Regions from separate parts of the Mus musculus genome. Here region 1 is linked to region 2. Evidence: chromatin contacts called from public HiChIP or PLAC-seq data. All regions are on one chromosome and are shown on one strand. Each heading gives the region's core, a stretch centred on a gene start, on an enhancer-like site or on the middle of the called end of the contact. The rest is flanking DNA. Distances are from core to core; before and after follow the strand shown. Region 1 overlaps Commd1 (COMM domain containing 1). Region 2 has its middle 29 kb from the start of B3gnt2.

Region 1 (3,314 bases), core at 500-2,999, 120 kb before region 2:
CATCAGCTCCTGCTTCCTGACCTGTTTGAGTTCCAGTCCTGACTTCCTTGGTGATGAACAGCAGCATGGAAGTGTAAGCCAAATAAACCCTTTCCTCCCCCACTTGCTTCTTGTCATGATGTTTGTGCAGGAATAGAAACCCTGACTAAGACAGAGTGTATGGACACTATGTAACTACCTGAATAGAATGCTTTCTTAGTATAAAGGTGTAGACTTTTCTCCAGTGTCGACTTTGGTAAATATGGAAGCTCTTCATATTCATATTTTCATTTCATATTCAGTTAGCTGCACAAATTAAACTTTACTGCTGTGATTGTCTGGTAGAGCTTTGCATTATAAGTTGATAATGTTTAGCACTGTATTTAAATCCTGCTTTATATATGTTACTTTATTGTCGTAACAACAGTGTTGTAAGGTAGACCTTAGGATTTTTTTTACTACATGAAGAAGATAAAATATTTACTTGTTCTGTAGATCACATAAGTAATTCTTTACTCAAGTTAGAAGACAACAAATGTTTCAATTTACTGTGTTTTTCTGAAGGTCCCATTGTCTTAAAGTATTGTCTGTTACCACTTCAAGATAAACATGTGGGAACAAAAGCTAATTCAGTGGATAGGTTGTATGTGGTAGTGGAAAGAAGTGGAGGGAGATGGAGAGATGGCTCCGCAGTTGCGTCCTTGCTGTTCTTGCACAGGAACCATGTCAGTTCCAGCACGTAGGTATAACTCCAGCTCCAGGGGCTCCGACGCCCTCTGCTGGCTCTGTGGGCTCCTGTACATACTCAGGCACAGACATAGATACAGAAAGAAAAATAGAAAGACGTTGTTGTTTTTGTTCTTTTTGAGACAGGGTTTCTCTGTTTAGCCCTGTGTTGTCCTGGAACTTGCTCTGTACACTAGGGTGGATTCAGACTTTTCATAGGTCTGCCTGCTTCTGCCTTCTGAGTGCTTGGATCAAAGGCATGTGCTACCACACCTGGACAAGTAATTTCTTTAAAGTAGAGCTGATAATGGCGTCTCTGGGGCTGATGTATGGCCATTGTTTGTAGCAGAGTCTTCTTAGTTAAACTTTGAACCAATTCTAAGTTTTCCTAATGTTCTTTGAAGACACATTCTATAGGGTTTTGAATGCAGATCATAAATTAGCTCCACCAGACTTCAGATCTCATTACGGATGATTGTGAGCCACCATGAGGTTGCTGGGATTTGAACTCGGAACCTTCGGAAGAGCAGTCAGTGCTCTTACTCACTGAGCCATCTCACCAGCCCTCCACCAGACTTTTGAATTTAAAGTCTACTTGTAAATTACTTTGAGATTGGCTTCCATTTGTCACCTGGATTAATAAACTCAGTCTCCTGGTGGTTTCTGTTTCAATCCTGGAAAGTCTGATGTAAGATTTTTAGAATAATCCTTTATTTTTCAGAGTTGTCTATGAGATAGTGGTGGACAGGAAGTCTGTGCTGTGCACGGCATTGGAGTCCATTTGCCTGTGTGTAAATCCGAATTTGTCTGTTTGTCCTCGTCTGATGCTGGCCCATTAGCATCAGTGCTGGCCTACATTTGCATTTCAAGAATAAACTTACTTTAGCCAGCTGTGTTCCCAGTCTAATGTTTCAGAGCACTGGCTTGGTAGAAGTGTCCTAGTCACTGTTCTACAGCTGTGAAGAAACACCATGACTGTGTCTATTGTTGTCATAGCTGGAAGCATGGGAGCACACAGGCAGTCTTGGTGCTACATCCAGATCCACTGGCCACTGGGAGAACCACTGACCTCCAGTGACACACTCCCTCTAGCAAGGCCACACCTCCTAATCCCTTTCAATGCTGCCACGCCCTGATGACTAAACTTTCAAAAGTAGGAGCTTGTGGTGGCTGTTCTTATTCAAACTACCACTCCCTTCCCCCATTAATTAGAGTAATTCTTATGCTGCCTTCCATACACCAGATGAAGACTGGGATCTATAGTTAATTTTGGAAACAAATGGGTTAGATAGAAATTTAAAGTCAGAGTTGTAAATGAGATGGTAGTGTTGTCACCCCTACCATGCAGTGCCTAAGAGCCCTTTAGTAACTGCCCTCATTTGGCCTATAACTTGTATTTCCATCATCAACTATGAAAGCCTTAAATACAGTAGCTGTGGAAGTAGTCATTTTGTTGATCTTTCACCTTGTTTATGCTTGGATTGGAATTTCATGGATTTCCTTTGGGAAATAAGTCAGGAGGATAGCCATGTATGTATGTATGTATTTATTTATTTATTTTCTTTTTTCTGAGACATGGTTTCTCTGTGTGGCCCTGGCTGTCCTGGAACTCACTCTGTAGACCAGGCTGGCCTCGAACTCAGAAATTCGCCTGCCTCTGCCTCCCGAGTGCAGTCATGTGCCACCACTGCCCAGCTGAGGATAACCTTTGATGAGGATATTGTTACACTTTGGACCAATGAGCTCTTCTTTAGGCAACTATTCCTATCTTGTGTATTTAAATTGTACAACTTGTAAACAAAATAACAAAGTTGGTGTTCAAAAATATAGAAGTAATTCTCAGAGCTTTAAAGAGCACAGCTGTGCTCTTCCTTTTCACTGGAGGGATATCATCAGAGTGGCCTTTCTTAGAGAGGTTGACTCCCTCAGTAGTGTGGTGTTTTGCAAAGCTTAGCTCTTCCTCCAGATAAGTACACGCTGGGATGTGATAGTTCATTTAAGTCAGTAGATTCCAGTACCTAACACAGTAGTTTTCAACCTACTGAGTCCTTTATAATACAGCTCCTCATGTTGTGGTTACCACCAACCATAAATTTATTTTACTGCTACTTTATAACTCTAATTTTGTTTGCTACTGTTATGAATTGTAATGTAAATATCTGTTTTTCAATGGTCTTAGGCAGTCCCCATGAAAGGGTCATTCAACCCCAAAAGTTCAGAACTGCCGAACTAACATATGATAAAATTCACCTTTAAATTTCCTTATTCATGATTACAGTGTATTTTAAATGAATCTGTTTATTCTCTGTGGATAAAATAAAATTTCCAGGTCTAATTTTTTATATTTGATTTTATTTTTAATTATATGTCCACATGTGTGTTTATGTGTGTAAATATGATTCAGAAAAGGGCATTGGATTTCCTGAAGCTGGAGTTAACAGGCAGTTGTGAGCAGTAGCCAACAACTGAGCTGTCTGTCTAGTGCCTCTCTAGCTTTCTTCAGAATGAAAAACACTTGTGGGTTTCTTTCTTGATACATTATATTTGTAGAGTTGACAGGTTCTGTTTTGTCAGGTTACATACTTAGAGAGTTTAAATGTTGTTTGCTG
Region 2 (3,365 bases), core at 612-3,111:
AACCTCTGCATGGTGATGTACCATCCATCATCTGGAATCTTTGTTCTCCTGTTGACTCCCTAATCCCGGCCTTATCCTTAGATACCTCCTGTCTCCTTTCTCCTCGGGGTTGTATCTGGACACACGACATGTAACAATTTCTAGAAAATCATTTTTAAAAATATTGTGCATTTCCTTTGGGTCAGACTCATTGTTTAGTCTTCTGTCCTGAGAGGCCGTTGGGTCGTTAAGCCAACAGGAAACCTTCATATGTGCCCTCCACCCCCCTGCCTAGAGTCGCTGATCTTACTCTTCCCAGAACTCCTTGGTGATAGATAACTCTGCAGGATGTCTGGGTTCTTCCTGAAATGCAGAAGGACTGAGAGGTCCCACGTGTCTATCGTGAGTTTTCCAGTATCGTGGAGTCCAGTGGTGGCCTCTGACCCTTTCTCCGTCCTAGTCAGCGGGTCTCTTTCCAATGCTCTGTAGCAAAGGAGCACTTGGTATAGAAATGGAAGGGTCCATTTTCTGATTAAAAATAATTTGCCTACGCGGTGGTGCACGCCTTTAATCCCAGCACTGGGGAGGCAGAGGCAGGCAGATTTCTGAGTTTGAGGCCAGCCTGGTCTACAAAGTGAGCTCCAGGACAGCCAGGGCTAAACAGAGAAACCGTGTCTCGGAAAAACAACAACAACAACAAAAACAATAATTTGCCTGTTCTCTTCCTCCTCTTCCCTCCTCTTCCTTTCTTTTCCTTCCTTCCTTCCTCCCTCCCTCCTTCCCTCCCTCCCTCCCTCCCTCCCTCCCTCCCTTTTTCTTTCTTTTTTGCAGGTCTACCACAGAACAGTGTTCTTACCTGGTAGGCAGGGAATGGGGTGAATACCTTAGCTCTGCATAGCTCGGGACTCAGGCTATTGTCCCCTCAGATCAAGGCAATAACTTGTTCTCTAAGTTCAGTGTCCATGACTGTGGGATTAGTCTGTATTCTTTTTTGACCTATTGGTCAGGGTCAGCATTCTCTGTCCTCTACAGTGGAAGAGCTGTGCCCCTTCTGACTGTCTTACAGAGATGCCCCAGAGCTGACCCACCTTTGACTGTCTTGCAGAGATGGCCACCTGCTTGGATGTTACCCTGTTGGTGCCAACTGAATTGCCCAGGAAGGACCAGCAGCAGAGCTCTGTCCCTGTCTTCTCCTCTGTGCAGCTGTGTCACAGACTGCTGTAGCTGGGGATGGCCCTGAGAAGACGAGCTCATTCCTGGGCTCATTCACAGCCACTCAAGTCCGTTCAACAGCTCCTTGCTGGGACGGGTGGAAGTGGCTAGGCTCAGACCCCAGAGAAAACCCCAGGTCTTGCCTCCCTTTTGTTTAGTGACCCTCTGTAGCTCTCCCTCTCTCTCATCCAAGGGCTCCAGGCAGCTGGGGTCAAAATACCTTCTTCCGCATTGCAAAACATGGCCAGGACTGAGATGGGAATGAACATGTCTGCACTTTGCTGGATGGAGAGAGAAGGGAAGCTGAAACCGCTGAAACCGTCGAGCTGTGCTGGCAGAGGGGAAGCTGTGCGAAACCTCCTACCTGCTCAGAGACCCGGCACTGGGCAAGCTACAAGTCAGTCCTGCATCCCAAGCTGCTGCTAAGGCCTGCACTCAGACTCTCTGGTGGCAGGATCTGTTCTCCTGTCTGGTGAGATGGAGGAGCCCAGGCACACAGAAATAAGGACCGTAATCAAATGTGGGCACACATGAGCCGCTCGCATAGCAACAGCCTCACGGTCTTGTTTTTGTCTTGTGGGAAATGAGAAATGAACAGTAGGCAGCGGAAGGTACATTATAGGGCTTAAACTCGGTGGGAATGTCTGTATTTATCCCACTGCAAAAGCTTCAAGTGAGTCACTATGGAAGGAATGAAGGGGGTGGGGTGCTAGTGCACTGTCTAGAAGGCTAGGAAGCTTACAGAGACCTGCTGGACCCAAGAATAAGACAAACAAGATGCAAAGCAGCCCCCTGGGAGCCCACTGCTTCTCAGTTGTCTCTCCAGCTGGGAGGGCCATGCCGTGCTAGAAGGCAGACAAGTCATACCTCCAGAAGTGGGAGAAGGTCTTATGTAAGTGGGGTCCCACCCTGCAGTCAAATACAAACTCAGCTACAGGGGTGATCCCGAGGACAAAGCAACTGAAAGCCGACAAGGTCACTGTGCTGGCACTTGCTGTGAGGCCAGCCTCAGCTACCAAGCAAGACTTTGTTTCAACAAAACAATAAAAACCACTCCCTGTGGCATGTGTTCAGTAATGTATCAGAAAATGTAAAAGTATGTTTTATTTCACCCCAGGGCACCTCTTCATTGCCGTAGACCAGCCCAATGAGCTGAATATCCTAAGTGACTTATTGGGTGACTTCATTTGGAAAACCTTAAAAGTAATTTAAAATGTAAACTTTCCTCTTATTTTTTGTTATGTGTATGCGTGTGTCTCTATAGGTTCCCACAGGCCAGAAGATAGCATCAGCCTTTAAGCTGAAGTTACAAGGTGCTAAGAGCCAAACTGGTTCTCTGCAAGAAATGCTCTTTAAAATATATTAGTAATGTTTATTTATGTTATTACTTATGTGTGTGAGTGTTTTGGGTTCATGTATGATTGCACACCATGTGCATGCTTGCAGTCTACAAAGGTCAGAAGAAGGTGTCAGATCCTACGGGACTGGGGTTAATAGACATTTGCAAGCTACTGTGCATCCACAGAGATTAAATCTAGGTCTTCTGCAAGAACAACACATTTTCTTAACCTTGAAGTTAGTTTTTCAGCCTAAGCCTCAAGTGCTCCTAACTGCAGAGTCATCTATTCAGCCCGTATATTTTTAAAAAATACTTATGCGTGCATGCATGCACACACGCGTGCACACACGCACATGCACATGCACACACACATGCACACGCACCCACACATGCACACACATACACACATACTTGTACACGCATGCACACATACACGCACACACATACACACACATGCACACCCCCCCCACACACACACGCACACACACACATACACACATACATGTACATACACGCACACATACATACACACACACACACACATATACACGTACACGCGCGCACACACACACGCACACCCTTGCCTGAACATATGGATGCTCACCACATGCTGTAGGAGCCCAAGTAGGTCAGAAGAAGTGCCAGCTCCCCTGGAACTGGAGTTGCAGTTGTGAGCCAACATGAAGATGCTTGGAACTGAACTCAGCTTCTCTGCTACAGCACTAAGTGCTCTGAACTGCCAAACTGTCTCTCCAGCTGCCCTTAAAATTTTTTTTTTTTATTTTTGACACAAAAACAGTACAGAACATCTGTGTGCTTCTCTCCAGCTTTCTTT

Evidence for each region. HiChIP or PLAC-seq counts read pairs in DNA pulled down with a chosen protein or histone mark.
Region 1: an H3K27ac HiChIP or PLAC-seq map of embryonic stem cells shows a contact between it and region 2, with 10 read pairs. The contact joins two enhancer-like sites. A contact is called at or near these places in 13 of 39 promoter capture datasets (the 3T3-L1 cell line, the C10 cell line, the HPC-7 cell line and 6 more), 4 of 15 datasets of contacts at CTCF or cohesin (CD8 T cells, the G1E-ER4 cell line, large pre-B cells and 1 more), 33 of 484 Hi-C or Micro-C datasets (the C2C12 cell line, CD8 T cells, the CH12 cell line and 19 more), 20 of 115 datasets of contacts at active chromatin or transcription factors (CD8 T cells, the HPC-7 cell line, the NIH/3T3 cell line and 10 more) and 4 of 9 other capture datasets (adipose tissue, embryonic stem cells, liver and 1 more).

What each region holds. Positions count from the first base shown.
Region 1 is chr11:22,947,771-22,951,084 of GRCm38.p6, reverse strand. The region is part of intron 2 of Commd1 (COMM domain containing 1); the gene reads left to right. Among named protein-coding and RNA genes, the nearest start is that of Zrsr1, 23 kb to the left of the region's middle. Within about 2 kb of position 1,749, at least 36 of the 459 cell types and tissues checked have an H3K27ac peak or open chromatin away from gene starts, as enhancers often do. A contact at or near this core is called in the C2C12 cell line, the HL-1 cell line, the NIH/3T3 cell line and 2 more, where this site is marked.
Region 2 is chr11:22,829,012-22,832,376 of GRCm38.p6, reverse strand. No RefSeq gene overlaps it. Among named protein-coding and RNA genes, the nearest start is that of B3gnt2, 29 kb to the left of the region's middle. Within about 2 kb of position 1,861, at least 67 of the 459 cell types and tissues checked have an H3K27ac peak or open chromatin away from gene starts, as enhancers often do. A contact at or near this core is called in the C2C12 cell line, the HL-1 cell line, the NIH/3T3 cell line and 2 more, where this site is marked.